3 separate regions of the Mus musculus genome follow, and regions 2 and 3 are each linked to region 1. The links are chromatin contacts, called in public Hi-C maps. All regions are on one chromosome and are shown on one strand. The core of a region is the stretch at or near the end of the contact, and the rest is flanking DNA. Distances in the headings are between cores, read along the strand shown.

Region 1 (3,235 bases), core at 527-3,026:
TCGGATGGCTGGGCTTCCATGTAGGTTCTGGGTATTAGAACTGAGGTCCTCATGCTTGCCCAGAAAGTAAGGTTTAATTCCTGAGCCACTGTCCCCATCCCGCCAGCATTCCTATGAACAGCATTTCATGCATATGTTTCTAAGTCTCTTGAACTTCACAGTAGAAGTTTTACTGTCACGAAGTAAAATATTGTGGCTGATGGTGTTTTACTTTTATTCTCAAATTTGGAGATGTGTTAATATATTTTGGATATGAACATTTGCCCAGCTACGTCTTATAATTTTTTCCTTCCTTAAATGTGAGCAGAAGTGTTTATTTAGATGAAACCAAGGTTTTCCTTTCATGACTTTTATTTTTATGTCACGTTTAGAAAGACTTCTACTCAAAGGTTTTACCTCTCTGCTTTTATAAATGTTAAGGTTTAGTTTTAAGCTCAGGTTTTTGATCGACCTCAAATTGAATTTCGTGTTTCATGTGAAGACTGAGAATCTTTCTCCCCCAAGTGTGATTTTCTCTTGATCTGTAAGTGTGACAAGATGCATTAATTTTCACATGTTAAACTAACCTTACACTCTTGGGAAAAATGAAGCCTGATTTAGTATATTGACTTCTTAATATGTTACTGGACTATGTTCAGCATTTCCGTACTTGTTATGCTTTGTTGTAACTTTAATTTTCTTTTCTAGTGTTCTGCATACTTCGTTTAGGAGTATACAGAGTCTACACTGAAAAGAGACAGAAGTGTAGGAAGAGGATGCCTTGTCCACTGCTTGTTATTATCCAGTATAGATGTACTAGAATGACTTCTATCATAAATTTGACTTTTTTTTTGCATGATGGAACATAATTCTCTCATTTTAGTGAGTTCTGCTTTTACTTTTATTCTTTCCTTTGTGCTACATTCTTAGGATGTAGTTCATTATGTTTCAAATTCATTAACACCTTATTTTCTAATAGAGGTACTATAGGCTAATCTCCAAACACAAGTTGCATTAACTGTTCCCTACACATCCTGACATCTCTGTATTTCCCTTGAAATATCCATTTTTATGCATCCTTTGAAGTTTCTTCTGTAACCCATGGATTACTTACTATTTTGTTTCTGATTCCAATATTTAAGCATCTTTAAAGGTTTATTGTTTTACTTTTTGGTTTATTAATTCAATTCAATACTTTATTTTGTCATGAATAGAAACATTATTTAATATTTTCAAATTTATTAAATATTGTTTTACAGTTCAAGACAAGGTCTATGTAGCACCTTGGGAATTACAACTTGCTTCTTCGAAAATGTATGTAGCTCTTGTGGGGAATAATTTCTTACTGATGTTAAGTAGCTCATGACTGATAGTGTTACTCAGCGTCTGTATAAATGTGGTGGTTTTGGTTTCTATGGTATCTGCTAGTGAGAAGAACACAGAAATCCATATTGGTGACTGTAAGGTTGCTTCTTGTTCTTTGTGTTTTGACTAATCTTCTGAAATGTCTCTGGAATGTAGTAAGACTCTCCAATCATGAGTCACCTGACTTTTCTATTCCTATCACCTGATTTCTTTTGCTTTGTTTCAAATTTAGTATACCTAATCTCTTTCTTTCAGTTTGTTTAAGAGTCTCTCTTTAAGAATTGATTTTAATTTTTCATAAAAATTATTAAAAGGCATTTCTTGTAAACAACATATATTTGAGTCATTAAAAAAACCCCAGTTTGCGTAATTTTGTGTAAACACGAGTGTCCAGTCACTCATTCCACCTTAATGACTAGTATACAAACACTAGGTTTCAAAGCATGCTTGTGTTTGGTTCATATTTTCCATCATGACATTTTGTCCCTCTTTTCCATGTTGTGCTTTAATATTTGTTTATTTATTTTTGATGAATTAATAATTTTATAAACTTTGTTTTATTTTATCTCATCTAATGATTCTTGGGATGGAAGCTGCATTCCTTTATGTTATTACTTTGGTAGTTGCTCTGAAATAACAATATGGATCTTTAATAATTATGTTATCACCTTGTTTTAGCAATCATTGAGAGTACACTTCTAATGATTCTCTCCTAAGCTTTACACTGTTATGATCATATTTCTTTGTACCCTCATGATAAAAATTATGAACATATGGAAATTTACTTTAACGGCCATCCTGCTCTTTTCTGTTAGTTTAACTAGCAAAATGACAAATAATTCATTACTAATGCTCTGTCGATCATTCATAAATGGTTGACTTTTGACCTAGGTGTGCCCTAACTCTTAAAGATATGCCTGGAGTACACATTCTTCATGGAAAACACTCCTGGAAAAAATCATTTCCAGAGCAGTTTGCATCATTTGTATCCATTATTTCTTTCTTATTTCAGAATGAAAGAATTATATGCCTCATGTCATGGCTGTCTGACCTATATTTCTATGATGCCACACTTTGCATTCTGACATGAGCTGGCATTGAAATGTGAGAGCAACAGAGAACACACTGGCTTGAAGCTGTGAGAAAGCCATCATGTGCACTTGTACATTCTTGCTTTTTCTGTTTATATAAAGGACACATGATAAAATATGTGCTGTTCTTTCAGCCAGCTCCAGTATGAGAAGATGTATGGGCCAGGGCCACAGCTGACCACAGCAATGAAGGAAGAAATATGCCATAGACACTGCAAGCTTCTGAGATTCTGAAGTCATTTGTAACTGTAGCTTTACCTATGGAAAACAGACTAATAAATCACTGGCCGGTGTTATTAATAAATTCCAAAGTCACAAGCATTCTCACGCCTCAGATTCTGCTTGTTTTCCTTATCTACATAACACTTGGCCTACTTGCCTCCCTCGTAGCATGTATTTGTATCTTTCATCGTCTCCCTTTATTGCCAGCATATGCTCTACAATGGTTACACCATGTTTGCTCTGTTGCACTTTGATTTTCTTCCCAGATGATACTAACTTTGCCAGTCATTGTACAGCTTCCATTTTCTCTCCATGAAGCTTTAGGTCAGCATTTTGTTCTACATATAAGATGTGTTGTTTACATTAAGCATAGCATCAACATTAAAAATAACAGAAACATAGGCAAGTAAAAATATTCTGTGCATTGAGTGTCAAATGATCCTTTTAATTATCAGATAGTATAAAAAAAGATTTTGAGGTTGAAAATGTGACCCACAGGTCCAGTTTCAAGCCCACTCCAACTATTATGAACCTGGGGAAATATCGAATATTAGTTGTATTCTATGCAAACTCTAATA
Region 2 (2,926 bases), core at 260-2,759, 200 kb before region 1:
AACAACAAGAAACAAGCTCCTGTAGATTTAGAGACCTCCTGCACAGTCTGTATACTCTTTCCTTTCCCCATTTCTAACCTGGGAATCAACTCTGAGGCCAAAGGCATGATAGATAAGTGTTCTACTATCAACTATACTCCCAGCCTCTGTAATTTTGTGAATTAAAAATTTCTTGCTTAACTAGGCATGGTGACATACCTCTTTAATCACAGTACTCAGGAAGCAGAAGCAGACAGGTCTCTGAGTTTGGGCCAGCCTGATCTACAGAGCACGTTCCAGTACAGCCAGGGATACACAGAGCAAACCTGCACTGAAAAAACAAAATAACTTTTTGCTCAATTTTCATTTTGACAGAGAATTGACAAAAGGCTTGGGGGAAATCTCTTTTTCCATGAGCATACTAAGGTATCCTGCCTTCTTAATAATGGTGGCCTTACTGTGTTTAGGGCCACAGTCTTAAATGGAGGAAAGCTCACAACAGCAGCTAAGCATCCTGCTCCTTATCATAGCCTGTACAACTGTTGAAGGTCTGGCTGAGGTTGGATATTACTCTGCTTGCTTAAGAGCTAATCTCTCAGTTTTCCTGCCATGAATGGAATGCTATTTCCTCTGATAACAATGTTCTGCTTTCTCTTGGGAACCACACCTCTCTCCTGCCAGTCCTCTTGTCAAGGATCCTAGTCTTTGTCAGGCACGCTGGAGTGGGAACGCACTAAGGCTTGGTCAGTCCCCTCAGTCTTGGAATCTGAGTGTTGAGTGTTATCCTAGAAGTACAGAGCAAGGGTGGGGGCTGTTTCTCTATACCCCTGGGAAGCAAATGCTGTTTAGTCCATGTTTCCTAGACTCGCCTGCAGATGGCAACTTGATGGCGTGTGTTGTATATGTCTGTTGCATAGCATATTGTTTGATTGTTAGGAGTTTGTATCAAGATCTAGAATGTGTGATCTTGCATGTTTTGAGAGAGAAGAGAGAATGATATGCATGCAGTATGTACAATCAAGTATTTTTTTTTTGGAGAGTTTTCCAGGGGCTTGTTTTACTAAGAGGCCCAAGGGTGTGAGAATTCCTGTTTCCTGAAGTGTTGGGAAGTGAAGGTCAAAAACTGGCCGTGCTTCAAGTTCTGAGACAATACCATACAATTTCAAAGCTGCTGTTTGTGTGTGCGTGCAAATGTGTGTGTACAGAACCCAGGAAGAAAGGCAGTCTCTAAAAATTTGCTTTGAAAAATGCCAAAACTCTGAGCTGCATGTTTGAGATCTCTCTGTTTTGATGAAACCTGTCTCTTTGGTAAACACAAGGCACAGTAGGGCCTGCGTCCTCCTGCCCTGCAATTGAACTTTTGTTCAAATCAGCAACTTCCCTCACCTTGGCTGTTGAACTGCCCTTTGTGGTAACACTCACAAGTGAACTGGCAAGAAACCATGGAAAGAAAGGGTGTGCTGGAGTGGATTGCATTTTTCCTGAACACGCTGAAATATCAGGATGTATGGACTATGAGTCAGCACTTTCTGTTGGAAACTTTCATGACCTTTACAGAGTAGGCCAAATTCCTCCCAAGCTGTGCTTCTTCACACCCCAGTGCATGACAGCAAAGGGGCAAATCCGAGGGAGGCACCAGCAGATTCCTGTTTTTTTCTTGCAATCTGTTCCTTGTTATTGTCTTTTTTTTTTTTTTTAATTTTTTTTTCAACACACTTTGCTTCCCAGGATAGCACTAATAGAAGATGTGAGAGAGACTAGCATCATGTTTGAACGCAGAGCACTGTTAGAGTCAGGACAATAGGAGATGGAACCGGGTTTTGTCAAGGATTTAGATGTGTGTCTAGGGAAGAAGGCCACATTCAAAATTGTGACCCCTAGGCATTTCACAAGCTGGAATTTGATGAGCTACACCAGAGAACCAGGGAAAAAATATAGTAGTGATTTGACTGGGGGGCACTTTTTAGAGGGCCAAAGAGGCCATGCAGAATCTCTGTAGGTGCCATGATTTTGAACAATGTCAGAGAAGATTTTTAACTCTTAGGAAAAACTTTATTTTGCATAAACTACACTCCTGCTCCTTGTCCTCTTCCTCCTCTTCCTCCTCCACCACCACCTCCTATTCTTCATATTTGTGTGTGTGTGTGTGTGTGTGTGTGTGTGTGTGTGTGTGTGTGTGTATGTATGTATGTGTATTAGGATAAAGGACAACTTTGTGATGTCATTTCTGCCCTTCCATATTTATATGGGTTCCAGAGATCTCACTCAGAATCACGAGGTTTGTGTGGCAAACACTCTACGCTCTTCAACACACATGGTTTAAGCAGTGTGAAGTAAGGAGGAAGAGGGGAAAACTTCCTAGAACGAAACTTTGAGTTGAAGTGCTTAGTTTTTGGAAAGTTTGGATAGCCAGACCTGATGGTATGTGCTATTTAATCACAGACCTCTGGTCAAGGAGGCCTAAATGTTCAGTTTGGGTAAGATTTGGAATTTGTTTGCACTGAGAAGTTGTATCTTTGAAGGGAGCAGAAAGAAGTCTCTGTAGTCAGGTGCATGGACTTTAGTGGACAGGCTTGCTAACATGGACTCTTGCCTTTTGGAGACCTTTGAAAACATTTCTCTGAGGCTTTTTCTTATCCATCTTTGGTTCTCAGTGGTGTCCTAGACATTTGAAGCTATCAGAGAAGTGGCCCTTAGGTAAGTAAAGAGTCACTGGGGCTGCTGTTCTTCAAAGGTTAGAAAACAAATCGAATATATCTATTGCCCAGTTGGGAGTTGTGGTCAGCTGCTTAGCTAGTTGAGCAAGGTACTTGAAGTCAATAGCATGAGCTCCATCTCCAAACTAAGTTTTTACGTGACTACAAGTGGCTTGTTAACATAAGGAGGAAGAGGGGACAGGTCCTAAAAGACATTGCATTCTGGGACAGAGGGAGTGTGCAGCATTGGG
Region 3 (3,346 bases), core at 724-3,223, 220 kb before region 1:
AGCATCACTTGTTTGGACCTCCTAGCTCTCAAGTACAATTTGGGGAGGACACAAAGGCAGCAAGATTAATCTTTCCTTTTATGGCGATAGGCAGGCCAGAGCCCTAACTTGGCAGAGTAGATTCATTAGGAAAAAGAAGGCTCCTACGGTTTAAATTCCAGTTTCTAAATGTCTCTTGGGAGATGAAGGCTCTCCCTGTATGCTTTCACAATCTGTTGGTTATAACCTCTTCCCTCCATGGCTTTGAAAGTCTCTCCTATTCACAGGATCATAAGGAGACAGCCCTGAGGCAGAATGGCAGGGCTTCCTGGGGCCTGGGTTGGCTCAATGCCATCTACGGAAGGGCTTCCAGCATTAGGCAGGGCAGCCCTTAGATTTACAGATGCCCACCACTTGGCTGAATAACAGTTCCACGCAATCTTCCTGTCCCCAGATAGCCTTTGCTACATAAATTGCATCATTGATGCATTAAAAAAAATTAAGTGTCCTTTTCACGGTAAGGCAACTATTTGAAGGGGAAGATATTCAAAGTTGGTCTTTGTGGCAGCCACTGATAACGTTTCTTTTATTTCACTTTGTAGTTGCAGCTTGAGCAATGAGGGGACATAATTAACATGTCTGTAAGGAGCTATACTTTGCTTCCCACATTTATTGGCATCATTTTCTAGAGACAAACTAGAGATTGCTTTGACAAAAGATGACTTCAAGAACAAGACTAGTTCAACTTTCCATTCTGGTAATTTCCCAAACACCAGGGGCCCTTGGAAAAAGGATGGTTTAAAGGTTGTGTGTGTCTTGGTCAGAGCAAAAGAAAACAAATCCTTCACACAGTTACCTCACTTCCACTAAGAGTTAATAAACAGCCACTGGATTAATTTGCCCTGTCCAGCTAACAGCTGCAATCGCAGCCGCAAGTTCCTAATGAAAAGAGACAAATGAATTTGACTAGAGTGGGTGCCCGCACCTGCTCAGTTTCTCACCCTTAACCAAGTGCATCTAGGTGTTCACTGACAAATGTCCCCAGCTTGCCAGGCACACAGGCATTGCCTGAAGGATGGGGGAGATTCCAATCCTTATGGCCACATTTCACAGTTGCCTGCAGCAGGCAGCTAGAAGACAAAGCTTTGTGTGTGAGAGAGAAGCTTGACTGGCAGGGCAGATGGGAAGATGGCCTTGAAAGCTCGGAGGACTGAGCTCAAGTAGGTGGAGGGGTATGCTGGGGACACTGACCTGGAAGATGAGCACTTTGAAGTGGTTGCGTCGGAGGAGTTGGGCGTGGTTGTTCTCCAGTCTCTTCACCTGGACACACTGCCTCTCGAGGCGCTCCCGGACAGCCCGCGTGTGAGCGCTGACCTTGCGAGACTTCTCTAGCAGCTTGCTCACTGTGTTGCTGGTGGAGGCCTGGTACTTGGAGAGCTTGGTGAGGTCGTTCTGGATGCCCTTCACCGAGCCCTCCAGGTTGATCTGACGCTGTTCCATGTTGTGCTGGTTCTCCCTCACGGCGTCCAGCATGTTGACCAATTTATCCAGGAGTGTGTGCACGGTGACAGCATTCACCTGCGAGTTGTCTCGGATGGCCTCCTCTGTGGACCCCAGGTTCAGGCTGGGGCTCGGTGTGGAGGAAGGCATTGGGCTGGGGCTGGATGGCTTCTCCTGGAGCATGTCTGTGTTTGGATGCTGGAACTTTTCTGCCTGTGCAGCGTCCTCTCCCATGGCTGGGCAGCTAGAAACTTACTTCCCCGCTGGAAACTTCTTGCTCAAGCTAGAAGCACAGGAGGCTGGTTGGTCTGAAGTGAGCACTGCTCTCTAGGGCTAGCAGAGGTTTTGAATAACTGGCTAAGCTGATCAGGGGAACTGCATTCCAGTTGCTCTTAAAGGACCTGCTCCACCCAGTGGAAGGCAAAGGTTACAGGACCCACTCAGGGTTCAGTGACAAGCACACACTTCCTAGCCACACTCCGCACAAGCCCGAGTTCTTTTCTGCAGTGGCTTTTCTTTCCTACACCCCTTCCCTTAAAAAAAAAAAAAGTTCAATGCCATATTTCAATCATGAGTTCATTTAGAGGCGGAGAGAAACATGTTAACTTGGCAGAGCTCCCCAGCCTCTGATTGGCTAAATCTAGTAAACTTTTCTCTGGCTGCTATGTTACAGAGCGCCTGTTTTTTTTCCTGGATACAAGTTATTGTAACAGAAAGGAATTGTTTGCTCTTGCCCCAGAGCTGACTGATAGGTTGCAGAACACCGAGTGCCCTTTAGGGGAGGCGCCGAGTTGAAAGGGTCTGTGACGCCAGGGCCAGGTTCGTGCTATTAGTTTCTCATTTGCAAAGCACAGGAGATTATTCTGAAACTGACAAGGAACTCAGCTTGGTGTCCTGTCCTCTTGCAAGATGGCATGCAATCCAACTTGAAAGAGCTTAGACTCAGGGATGTCAAAGCAAGTGGTGTTGCATACTGTGAACTGTTCTGTAAGAGATGGAAATCTCTTAAATGAATGCTTTCTTAGAAGATGGAAGGCAGAGACCCTCTCCTCAAGTAGTCCCTTTGGAGAAAAAAAAGTGCTGGTTTGTTTCCAGTAATTCTGAATTCATGCAGAGCATTTCTCAGTCCCCATCTTTGCGAGGCATTTATTGACACAGGTCCAGAAGTGTGACTGCAAGCCAGGTTGAGTTGGAGTGGTTCTAACGCTTGACATTTCCAGGTTCTTGCTCAGTGAAGTGGCACACCTGTTCTCACATGTGGCCCTCCTTAGCCGGGCCCTTGGGATGTGGGACTCACTTCCTAAAATGACTTTACATGCTTGAATTGGTCTTAAATGTATCCAGATTGTGAAAGTGCTTTTGGCTGAAGGTTTGTGACAGGCATGCCATGAAGGATTTCAAGAACAAATGTCAGCTAGTACTGGGTCAGGAACTGATCGTGGGACATTGCCTTAACGGCAATACCTCTGTGTATGCCGAAGAAACAGTAGATCTTATGGTGGTATATTCATTGGTTGCCTTACACTTAGTCATATGTAACATTCACAGAGCATGTGCCAGGTCCCTCACTGAGTACCTGCTCATTAGGAAGATGCATTAAAGACATTATAGAGGCTCCCAGTTTCCTCAGATAATTGGTAGATAACACTTAAAGTGAGACCTTTAGGAACCAAGATTACAAAATGCCAAAAGAAGATTTGATTGCTTGTACCTTTTAAGAATTTTTTTAAAAAGTTTCTCAAACAAACAACTTATATTTTGTGTATTTTAGTTGGACACTGATGTGTTAAATATTAAAAGCAAAAACCATGAATCTGGTGTTGATTTTCAGAAGCTTAATTTTCTAACAAAATTATACGATATAATG

Evidence for each region. A called contact is a pair of places that touch in the nucleus more often than the background predicts.
Region 2: a Hi-C map of pancreatic cancer cells shows a contact between it and region 1, with 4 times the contacts expected there. The contact joins two enhancer-like sites. A contact is called at or near these places in 1 of 15 datasets of contacts at CTCF or cohesin (the NIH/3T3 cell line), 3 of 484 Hi-C or Micro-C datasets (cortical neurons, nephron progenitors and pancreatic cancer cells) and 1 of 9 other capture datasets (embryonic stem cells).
Region 3: a contact with region 1 is called in a Hi-C map of pancreatic cancer cells, with 2.6 times the contacts expected there. The contact joins the promoter of Cavin2 here to the enhancer-like site in region 1. A contact is called at or near these places in 3 of 39 promoter capture datasets (embryonic stem cells, epiblast stem cells and neural stem cells), 1 of 15 datasets of contacts at CTCF or cohesin (the NIH/3T3 cell line), 3 of 484 Hi-C or Micro-C datasets (adipose-derived mesenchymal stem cells, embryonic fibroblasts and pancreatic cancer cells), 1 of 115 datasets of contacts at active chromatin or transcription factors (the NIH/3T3 cell line) and 2 of 9 other capture datasets (adipose tissue and liver).

The regions. Positions count from the first base shown.
Region 1 is chr1:51,064,037-51,067,271 of GRCm38.p6, reverse strand. All of the region lies in intron 4 of Tmeff2 (transmembrane protein with EGF-like and two follistatin-like domains 2), which reads right to left. Among named protein-coding and RNA genes, the nearest start is that of Tmeff2, 140 kb to the right of the region's middle. Within about 2 kb of position 1,776, at least 22 of the 459 cell types and tissues checked have an H3K27ac peak or open chromatin away from gene starts, as enhancers often do. A contact at or near this core is called in the NIH/3T3 cell line, adipose-derived mesenchymal stem cells, embryonic fibroblasts and 1 more, where this site is marked.
Region 2 is chr1:51,263,819-51,266,744 of GRCm38.p6, reverse strand. All of the region lies in intron 2 of 9330175M20Rik (RIKEN cDNA 9330175M20 gene), which reads left to right. Among named protein-coding and RNA genes, the nearest start is that of Cavin2, 24 kb to the left of the region's middle. Within about 2 kb of position 1,509, at least 67 of the 459 cell types and tissues checked have an H3K27ac peak or open chromatin away from gene starts, as enhancers often do. A contact at or near this core is called in the NIH/3T3 cell line and pancreatic cancer cells, where this site is marked.
Region 3 is chr1:51,287,753-51,291,098 of GRCm38.p6, reverse strand. It overlaps Cavin2 (caveolae associated 2), which reads right to left and starts at 1,973. Exons shown (of 2, transcript NM_138741.1): 1 at 1,231-1,973. The coding sequence starts at 1,713. All of the region lies in intron 2 of 9330175M20Rik (RIKEN cDNA 9330175M20 gene), which reads left to right.